Linked DNA regions of Mus musculus: all the other regions are linked to region 2. The links are chromatin contacts, called in public HiChIP or PLAC-seq maps. All regions are on one chromosome and are shown on one strand. Each heading gives the region's core, a stretch centred on a gene start, on an enhancer-like site or on the middle of the called end of the contact. The rest is flanking DNA. Distances are from core to core; before and after follow the strand shown. Region 1 holds the start of Tomm20 (translocase of outer mitochondrial membrane 20). Region 2 holds the start of Kcnk1 (potassium channel, subfamily K, member 1). Region 3 holds the start of Rbm34 (RNA binding motif protein 34).

What was found. HiChIP or PLAC-seq counts read pairs in DNA pulled down with a chosen protein or histone mark.
Region 1: a contact with region 2 is called in an H3K27ac HiChIP or PLAC-seq map of embryonic stem cells, with 3 times the contacts expected there. The contact joins the promoter of Tomm20 here to the promoter of Kcnk1 in region 2. A contact is called at or near these places in 1 of 39 promoter capture datasets (hippocampal neurons) and 4 of 115 datasets of contacts at active chromatin or transcription factors (astrocytes, embryonic midbrain, embryonic stem cells and 1 more).
Region 3: a contact with region 2 is called in an H3K27ac HiChIP or PLAC-seq map of embryonic stem cells, with 10 times the contacts expected there. The contact joins the promoter of Rbm34 here to the promoter of Kcnk1 in region 2. A contact is called at or near these places in 5 of 115 datasets of contacts at active chromatin or transcription factors (embryonic stem cells, epiblast stem cells, forebrain and 1 more).

Annotation. Positions count from the first base shown.
Region 1 is chr8:126,944,589-126,947,417 of GRCm38.p6, reverse strand. Tomm20 (translocase of outer mitochondrial membrane 20) reads left to right here and starts at 1,497. Exons shown (of 5, transcript NM_024214.2): 1 at 1,497-1,814. The coding sequence starts at 1,694. LOC115486982 (a long non-coding RNA gene) reads left to right here and starts at 1,821. Exons shown (of 2, transcript XR_003947623.1): 1 at 1,821-2,829. It overlaps LOC115487043 (a small nucleolar RNA gene), which reads left to right and starts at 2,438; the gene lies at 2,438-2,571. It overlaps Rbm34 (RNA binding motif protein 34), which reads left to right. Exons shown (of 11, transcript NM_172762.3): 11 at 1-246.
Region 2 is chr8:125,993,529-125,996,564 of GRCm38.p6, reverse strand. Kcnk1 (potassium channel, subfamily K, member 1) reads right to left here and starts at 1,463. Exons shown (of 3, transcript NM_008430.2): 1 at 751-1,463. The coding sequence starts at 1,105.
Region 3 is chr8:126,969,767-126,972,650 of GRCm38.p6, reverse strand. It overlaps Rbm34 (RNA binding motif protein 34), which reads left to right and starts at 1,602. Exons shown (of 11, transcript NM_172762.3): 1 at 1,602-1,661; 2 at 1,742-1,913; 3 at 2,523-2,668. The coding sequence starts at 1,612.

The sequences.
Region 1 (2,829 bases), core at 248-2,747, 950 kb before region 2:
AGTGAGCAGGTTATATACATGCATAGATGTAACTTTATTTAATATGTGTATGATGTGAATGTGGAGGCCAGAAGAAAACTCTGGAGTTTTCTCCTTCCAAAGCATGGACTCACTCAGCCATCTCACTGGCCCTAGATACTTTGGAATTCGGTACTGTGTAACTGTTGAAATTCCTCCTTTAGAATGTGTGTGCTACTATGATTGTGTAAATCATTAAAAAATGTATTTTGTAGGAAATTTTCTAAAGATGCTTAGTGTAATTTCTTGGTACGTTCTATCTGATAAAATACTTAATAGCCACAAGACTATGTATATAAGTGGTCAAGAGTGGATAGAAGTTGGCTTTGTTATAAAAGTGCTGGCTAAGTACTGATTAGTCATGAGTATGAAACATTTTTTTCTTGTAAACTTTTTTTCTCCCTTAACATAGCTTCAAAAAATCCTTAAAGGGGCTAGAGAGATGGCTCAGCAGTTAAGAGCACTGGCTATTCTTCCAGAGGTGCTGAGTTCAATTCCCAGCGACCACACGGTGGCTCACGACCATCTGTAATGCTATCTAATGCTCTTTTCTGGTACGAAGGTGTACATGCAGGTAGAGCACTCATATGCATAAATGAAAAAAAAAAGCATTCTTACAATGAGAGGTGCAGGAAAGGCTTGCATCGGCTACCTCTTATCACTGTACCCAATTCTCAGAGACTGCAGCATAGCTTGTCACTGTCCCAGGTTTCGATGTTTCCTCAGTGAAGGGAGCAGTTGCTGTACCAGACTGCCTTTCCTTCAAAAGCCAGCCACAAGTGTGGTGGGTGGGTTCGAGCATTAGTAACGAGCTGGTTGGGAATCTTGATGGGGGTTGTGGAGGAGGGAGAGAACGACAAGACTGCAGTTTAATGACGGCACAAATCAGGGCCACCCATAGACTTTTTTTTTTTTTTTTTTTGCCCTTCTGCATTCCTTACAGGTTAAATTTTTTTGAACGAATTAACCCATTTTTCTTCTCCGCACCAGGGCTACATCATAAAATTATTTTGCAGTCAATCATTGTGTCTAATCTCAGTCACAACGCAATTTACAAAGCAAATACTGCCAGATCAGGCGGCTCAGGTCTTCCTTTAAAACCACAGCTCAGAGGATGAGGCAAAAGGATTGCAGGTTCGAGGCCAGGGCAGACTACACAGCAAGTTCCAGACCCTACTATGCTACAAGGGGAGAGCCCGTCTCAAAAACCTAAAAAGCAAACGCATGCACTTCAAGTCACAGGCTTCCTGAAGGACACAGTGAGATGAGATGCTGTTCTCAGCCGGCTCCCACCTTCGTCTTTCATTAGCAAGGACAGTGGATTAGAGGCTTCTGACTCAGCACGCCACAAACACGTGCTGCCCCTGACCCCCTGGTCACGGGATGACGCACAAATCCTTCTGCAGTGCACGCCCCGCCCCCAGCTTGGCGTCTCAGCCGCGCAGACTGGGTCCATCTGCGCGTGCGCACCAGGCGTTCCCGCGCAGGCACCGCCGCGGACAGCCCGCCGCGGACCTTCCCCCGGGGTCCTCGCGCGCCGGAAGTCCTCGCGCTCGGCCTTTTCCGTCTGGACTGGAGGCAGGCGGCTGCGAGCGGCCGGCGTGCTCCGATCGGTCGGAGCTAACCGCTGCCAGGCGGGCTGCCGCGGCCCGGCGTACGCCCCAGTCGAGCGAAGATGGTGGGCCGGAACAGCGCCATCGCCGCGGGCGTGTGCGGTGCCCTCTTCATCGGGTACTGCATCTACTTCGACCGCAAAAGGCGGAGTGACCCCAACTTCAAGAACAGGCTTCGAGAACGTGAGTGGGCCCCGCGCGCCCCCGAGTGCTCCCCGGCGTCGCGCTCTTGCGGCCAGGGTCCCGCCTGTGCCCGCGGGCCTCCATCTTGGAGGCGACCTGGCTCCATCTTGCTGGCGGTGGAATGCATGCTGATTCGGGGGAGGGGTAGCACTTTTTTGCCTTTCCCCAGCTCTGTAATTCTGGGGGATGGGGGGTGGGAGACAGGTCTTTAGCTCAGGTTAAGGTGGTTATCCTCCAGTTTCAAGGTCTCACCACGCCCAGCTCCATTCCCCCCCACTCAACTTGTGTTGAAGACAGGGTCCTCCTGTGTAGCTCAGGCTGTAACCCGCGCTAGCCTCGACCTCGTGGCAGCCAGCACCACCACCACCTCCCCAGCCCCCCGCTTCAACCTAGTGCTGTGATAACAGGCACGAGCCTTTCTCTATAACAGTCACCGTTGAAAACAATCATTCTTTATGTGTGTTTACGACAGGGGACTGCTGCAGTTGGTAGGTCGGCTTCGAACTCTTGGTGCCTCTCATTGCTAGCTTTTCAGACGGGTGCCTACCCCGAAGGCGGTGGTGCTCTATTCAGCAAACCCGTCGACGGTGCTGCCCCAGCACTAGCACAGTGGGGTGTCGTCCTTGCATTCTTAAACCCTCTTGGCAGCTTTGCTCTGGTGCTTCCAAGATATGAGTGAATGCTAGACAAAGTGCGGGGGAGTCCAAAGGGCTGCGCTCCTCACGTGGCTCAGTCTTATTTCATACCTGCGACATCTTCAAAGAGTTTTACCGGAGGGAAATCTTGGCACGCCTTGGGAAGTCATGGACATGTGATCCACCCATGAATTTACAGAGACTCTTTATTTTTCAATATATAGTCTGAAAGCACATTTGTTGGAATAATCTGGCCTTTTTTGTTTCGCTTTCTTGGGGGCTGCAGTCAGTCAGTTACTCCATTCTCTCGAATTTCTAAATGAGTTTTTTAATTTTTCGTAGTTATATATGGTCGGAGACTAATGAATTAGACGTACATC
Region 2 (3,036 bases), core at 214-2,713:
CCTGCACGCATGGCTAGCCACCACTGACGAAACCTGGCCTCTCTCCATCTAGTCTAACTGCTATGCCCCTGGGCATGTATGTTCAGCTGGATTTCTAAGCCTCTTGAAGACGTTGAAGCCTCAAAGTAGAAGAGAAGCTCAACGCACCTAAAGTTGAAGTAACCGCTGATTCAGGAAGCCCCACCATGTGGGGCCCAGGTCAAGTGACTCCCTTCCCTTCTCCCACCCTTCCTCCTACTCTGAAACCCCCATAGGCCTGCCTGCTTAGAGGTCACCTGCAGAGAGCAGAGTGATGTCACCACTGTCCCCAAAACAGATCCAAAGAAGCTGTAATAGGTCTACAGTAGGGAAGGGAGTCACAGTCATGAAGGTGACCCATCCAAGGGTCATTGCTAGGTTTCTCGGCCTGGGGTCTCTGGGATGGGGCCAGAAGGAGGCGAACGCTCTTAAGCACAGGATACTCTCCTCATCTCCTGGTCTTGCTGCTCAGTTGCCAGGACAGAAATGTCGGGGACCTACCCTCCCATCAGCTCCTACCTGCTCCTCACAAGGACGGAGAAGTGAATGAGACCCCTGCAGCCTCAAGGTCCAGAGTGTTTGAGACCATTCCCAAAGAGTAACAGCTGCAGTACCCATATCGTGCTCCGGGGTCACCTCACTGGCTGCCGCCACTGCGAGCCACCGCAGGATGCGCCCAGCGGAGGCCTGGGGACGCCGGGGTTTGGGGTAAGGTGGCAGCAGCGGCCCTACCTGTGGTGGAGAGCACGGTGCTGGCGAAGAAGAGCGCCGAGGTGAAGTCCCAATTCCAATTTCCCGAGGCGTTGCTGAGCACCGACACTCCATAATTGCTGGCCTCCAGCACGCGGCCCAGGAACTGCTCCAGCTGCGGCTCCGACAGGCACTCGTGCTCCTCCAGGAAGCGCCGCTTCAGCTTGCGCAGCTCCTGGCGCAGCAGGTCCTCATAAGGCAGCTCCACGGACGAGAAGACCACGGCGCCGAACACCAGGTAGAGCAGGTAGCCCAGCACCAGGAAGCCGAAGCACCAGGCCGAACGGTGCCGCTCCACCAGGCGCACGCACGAGCTGCCGGCCAGGGACTGCAGCATCTTCCCGGCGCCCGCGCTCCGCGCCTCCCGCCGCCGCTCCCTTTCCTGGTTTCGTGCAAATACAAGAGGCCAGATGATGTGGCGGTGACGTGGTGGCCGGCTCAGGTAGCGGGAGTTGGTCGGGCGGAGCGCTCTCACCCACTTGGCGGGAGCTGCTGGCTGCCCGCGCCCCCTACCTGGCTTCCGAAACCGGAAAGTGCAGGTTTGGTGGCGCCAGACCCTGGCCAGGCCACCCGGAGGCTGCCTGGCTCCCTCTTCCCTTCCCCAGTGCAGTCAGCAGGCCTGAGCTGAGAGAGAGAGAGAGAGAGAGAGAGAGAGAGAGAGTGTGCGCGCGCGCGCGCGCGCCACCGTAACCCCCGTCCTAGCTACTTTTGTCCCCCCAGGCATTCCTCCTGATTAAAGCTACTATAGCCAAATACCAAGGGTACAGATAGATCCTGTCTTCCTCTGTCTTGTTGACTGGACAGCTAAGCCATTTGCTGCCCAGACTATTGAAAATACAATGAACCTCTTTCTAAAAAGCTACTTGAATCCTCTCCTGACCCCATCCTCCACCTGGAACAGGAAAACACAGCTTCTGGATTTTAGCCTAAACAATACCCCAAACTTTAAGGACTTCGTGGTCAGGAGACAGAAATGGAAATGTGCGCTAGGGCACGGAGGAACTGATGGTGGATGAGGTTGGGTTCTACATTTCTGCATAGACATGTGCAGCCGTGTGCTTCTAGAGTCTAGCTGTGTGCTTCTAGGGGTGGGGGTGGAGGACCTGACTCTGTGACACTTCCTAGAGAAGGATGACAGTCACATACATAAGACTCAGCATAGCTGTATCCTGTCTTATATATCGTGCCATACATCATACCTATTGTCTTAGGTTTTTATTGCTGTGAAGAGACGCCATGACCACAGCCGTTCTCATAAAGGAAAATATTTACCTGGGTCTGGTTTACGGTTTTAGAGGTTTAGTCTATAATTATCATGACTGGGAACATGGTGGCACACAGGCAGACATGATACTGGAGAAAGAGCGGAGTGTTCTACATCTGGATTGGCAAACAGGAGAGAGAGAGAGAGAGAGAGAGAGAGAGAGAGAAAGAATAAAACTGGGTCAGCGTGAGCATTTAAAACCTCAAAGCTCAATCCCCTGCGACACACTTCCTCCAACAAGGCTACACCTCCTAATAGCGCCACTCCCTATGAGCCTGTGGGGGCCATTTTCATTCAAACCACCACTCCACACACAGAGGTGTATTTTTGTCATTACATGCACATGGAGTCAAGAGTCAGGGACATTCTAAAGGCTCCTAACTAGGGGAATGGGAGCAGGAAAGATGACGTAGTGGTAAAGTACTTGGGTACCCAGACTTGTGGTCAGACACTCAGGACTCGAATTAAAAAAAAAAATGTTGAAGCATCATCATCATCATCATAGCATTATCATTATTATCAATGTCTCCAATGAACTCCGGGAATGGACTCCGGTTGCCGGGACCGTGGTTAGCACCTGGACTGCTGAACCGTTCCCCAGCCAAGATGACATCTGATCTTTAAAGATGAATTTGAAGACTATGCAGACGTAAGCACAGCTGTCTGGAATCTCAAATATGCGAACCGTTTATGCTGTACCCTGTAACAGAACTGTGTCTGCAAAGCAGGCTAACATGTAGAAGTAGAACTGCCTCCAGCAGCTGTTTGTGGGGAAGTAGAGGAGAGAGGTAGCTTCAATTTCTTATATTAAAAAAAAATACTCCTCATCTATGGTAGATGATATCAGTAAGAGAAAGCATTAAAGTAAATCCGAATTAATCTAAATACTTGGAAAATTCCATCATCTGCCTACTGAACAGACGTTCTTAGAAGTCATATATTCATAGAGAGTGTGCAGCAGATTTACTCTTTTTTTTTTTTTTTAATTTTAGTGAATAATCTCA
Region 3 (2,884 bases), core at 353-2,852, 980 kb before region 2:
CCATGCATTTATGGCCTGGTTGTAAATACGACTGAGGATTTTTATGTCTTCAACCAGCTAGCACCTCCAATCAATCAAGTTAAATGTGGCCATTTCTGCTGTGTTACTAGGTTCTCTTCCTTAACATAGGGCTGGCTGGAGCTGCTAGTGCAGGGGCCTCGGAAACCTCTCAAGGGTTAGAGTTGGCCCATTACTGAAAGGGAGGAATGAGAAGCCTAGGCTGACTCCGTGACAGACTTCAAATAGGAGTTTAGGAGACCAGGCCTAAAAACTGGGCAAGTCCAGACAAGTCAATTACTAACAGGAAAAAGCCCAGGCTCCAGCTTTCATGCCCAGGTAATGGAATGTCCCAGCCACCTGGCCTGAAGCAAGCACAATGGGTCAGCAGCAGTTTCCAGAGTTCCTCAGTAACAGTTCCCAGACCTCCCCAGCAAGTTTCCAGCCCCCACATCCCAGTAATGGAATGTCAGTATCCCTAGAGATAGACCCAACATATTAACATAGAGGTCACCTACCCCAGCATTCCCTAATGTGCTTTAAATCTGGCCTGCAAGCTCACTTGGGTGTCTCTCTATCTTGGTAACTGGGGAGATCCCAACATGCTGGACTTCCTGCAGGCAAAAGAGGCTACGACCGCATATCCCAGAATAGCCTCAAAATCATGGCCAAGCTCTACCTAGGCCCTAGAGAACAGGGATTACAAATATAAGCCACTATTAAAAAAAAATCTAAGTATGAATTTACTTAAAGAATGACGGGAGGTGGGGAGGGGGCTGGTGAGATGGCTCAGTGGATAAGAGCACTGACTGCTCTTCCTCAGAAGGTCTTGAGTTCAAATCCCAGGAACCACATGGTGGCTCACATCCATCCATAATGAGATCTGACACCCTCTTCTGGTGTGTCTGAAGACAGCTACAATGTACTTATGTATAATAATAAATAAATATAAAAATAAATGACAGGGCGGCTTTGAAGACGGAATAGTACAAGGATGTGACCAGTTAAACTGTGATCCCAAATACTTGTTTTCTGCCGACTTTGAAACGTCAAACTTCGGGAAAGGTGTACCCTTCCCCGACTGCTAAGACACATCCCTGTAGCCCCATTTCTCTTGGAAACCTCCTTCCTTAATGAGCTGTGGCCGACAGCCTTCCCTAAGCCTGGGGGGCGGGGGGGCTTGTTTTATTTGAGACGAGGTAGCTATGCTGGAGCCATGTGGTTTTAGCCGGTCCTGGAAATCGAGGTAATCCGGCTACTTCGAGCCCCAAATTCTGGGATTAAAGACCTAAGCCACTATGTCAGGTTTTAGCTGACCCTCGTACTAACACGAGGCCTCAGCTACTCGTGAGACTTGCTGCACTCCCTCAGCCTAGGTTTCCCTGAGACGCCTGCGGACTGCAAAACCATTAGTATTAAGCATAGCGCGGCTCCTGCGCAGCCACGGGCTGAATGGGGAGAGGGGGTGTGGTCCTGAGCGGAAGAGCTCAGCCTTAGAACGGAAGTAGTCGGAACCCGGAGGCTGCCGGAACCCGGAACCAGAGGGAACGCATGACTAGTCGGATCCCAGAAGCGCGGACCTAGGACTTCCATCCCGGAAGCTCAGTTTTCAGCATGGCTCTGGGAGGGGAGGAACGCAAGAGAAGGAAGGGCTCGGAGCGGAGGTGAGTGGCGGCGGGCGTTGGTGTGGATGGGTTGGCGGTGAGTGGCGCGGCGTGGCTGAAGAGTGCTCTTGTGTTTGCAGACAGAGCTCTGGAGACGGCGTGAGCTGTGCGGCCAGCGACTACCTGGTGGGACAGGTCGCCGACAGCTTGCGGGGCGGCCCGCGGCCTCCTGGAGGCGGGACGGGGCGGCTGGCCGCTCTCTTCAGCACCGCGGAGCCATCGGCTCCTCCTGTATTTGTGCCTGTGCCCCAGGTGAGTCGCCGGGCTGCACCCTGAGTATCCCGGTAGAGAGAGATGTAGAGGGTCACTCTCCTGACAGCAGTGACTGTCTGGTCCTTTGAGCAGGGCTAGCGCTTCACCCTCAGCCTATTTGATTGGCAGGGTCACCTGTAGACCGTGTAAGCCTCAAATTTCAGTTATGTATCCGAGGATGAACTAAACTCCTGATCCTTCTCCAGCCTTGAGTTCTGAGATTACAGAGTCGCTCCCACCATGTCCGACTTGACTTTTTTATTTTGAGACAGGATCACACTAGTTGCGCACGCTTAGAATACACGGTAACCCAGATTCTATATTCCTGCCTCACCTTTCCACTGAATGGCTGGTGCTGCAAGAATATTCTGCTTCTCTCCGTAACCCGTGAAGAAGTATCCATGTAGAAAGGCACATCGGAGTACTGCTCAGGGACTTGGAGACGGAGGGACTTTGCTATGTAGCTCTGGCTGGCCTGGCACAGTTCCTCCTGCCTCTATTCCTGAATACTGGAATTACAGATATAAGCCACAACACACAGCTTTAGGGTCAGGATTTTTTTTTTTTTTAAAGTTTGAGGTTTTAAATATGACTTCAAACTTTTGAAAGGAAACATCTAAAAAAAGAAAACTTGATGATGATGATGATGATGAAGAAGAGAGTGTGTCCCAAACTAAAAAGCCAGTTTTGCAAGAGCCTTCGAGAAAAGTGAAAGTGAAGAAACTCTCTGATGCAGACAAAAGACTGGCAAACAGGTTGGTAGAAATCTCCTTTTTGCTATATTAAATACCTCAGGCAGTTTTTTTTTTTTTTTTTTTAATGTTCATCTTAATTTTTTTCACTGCATATTCTGAAATTTAAAAAATACATTATACAAAGTCTCATACAGGGTTAAAAGATACAAGAAAGCCATTTATCCTAAGCGAACAGATACTGGTAGATCAGCTTTTTAGGTCTTTGTGTCCATCACT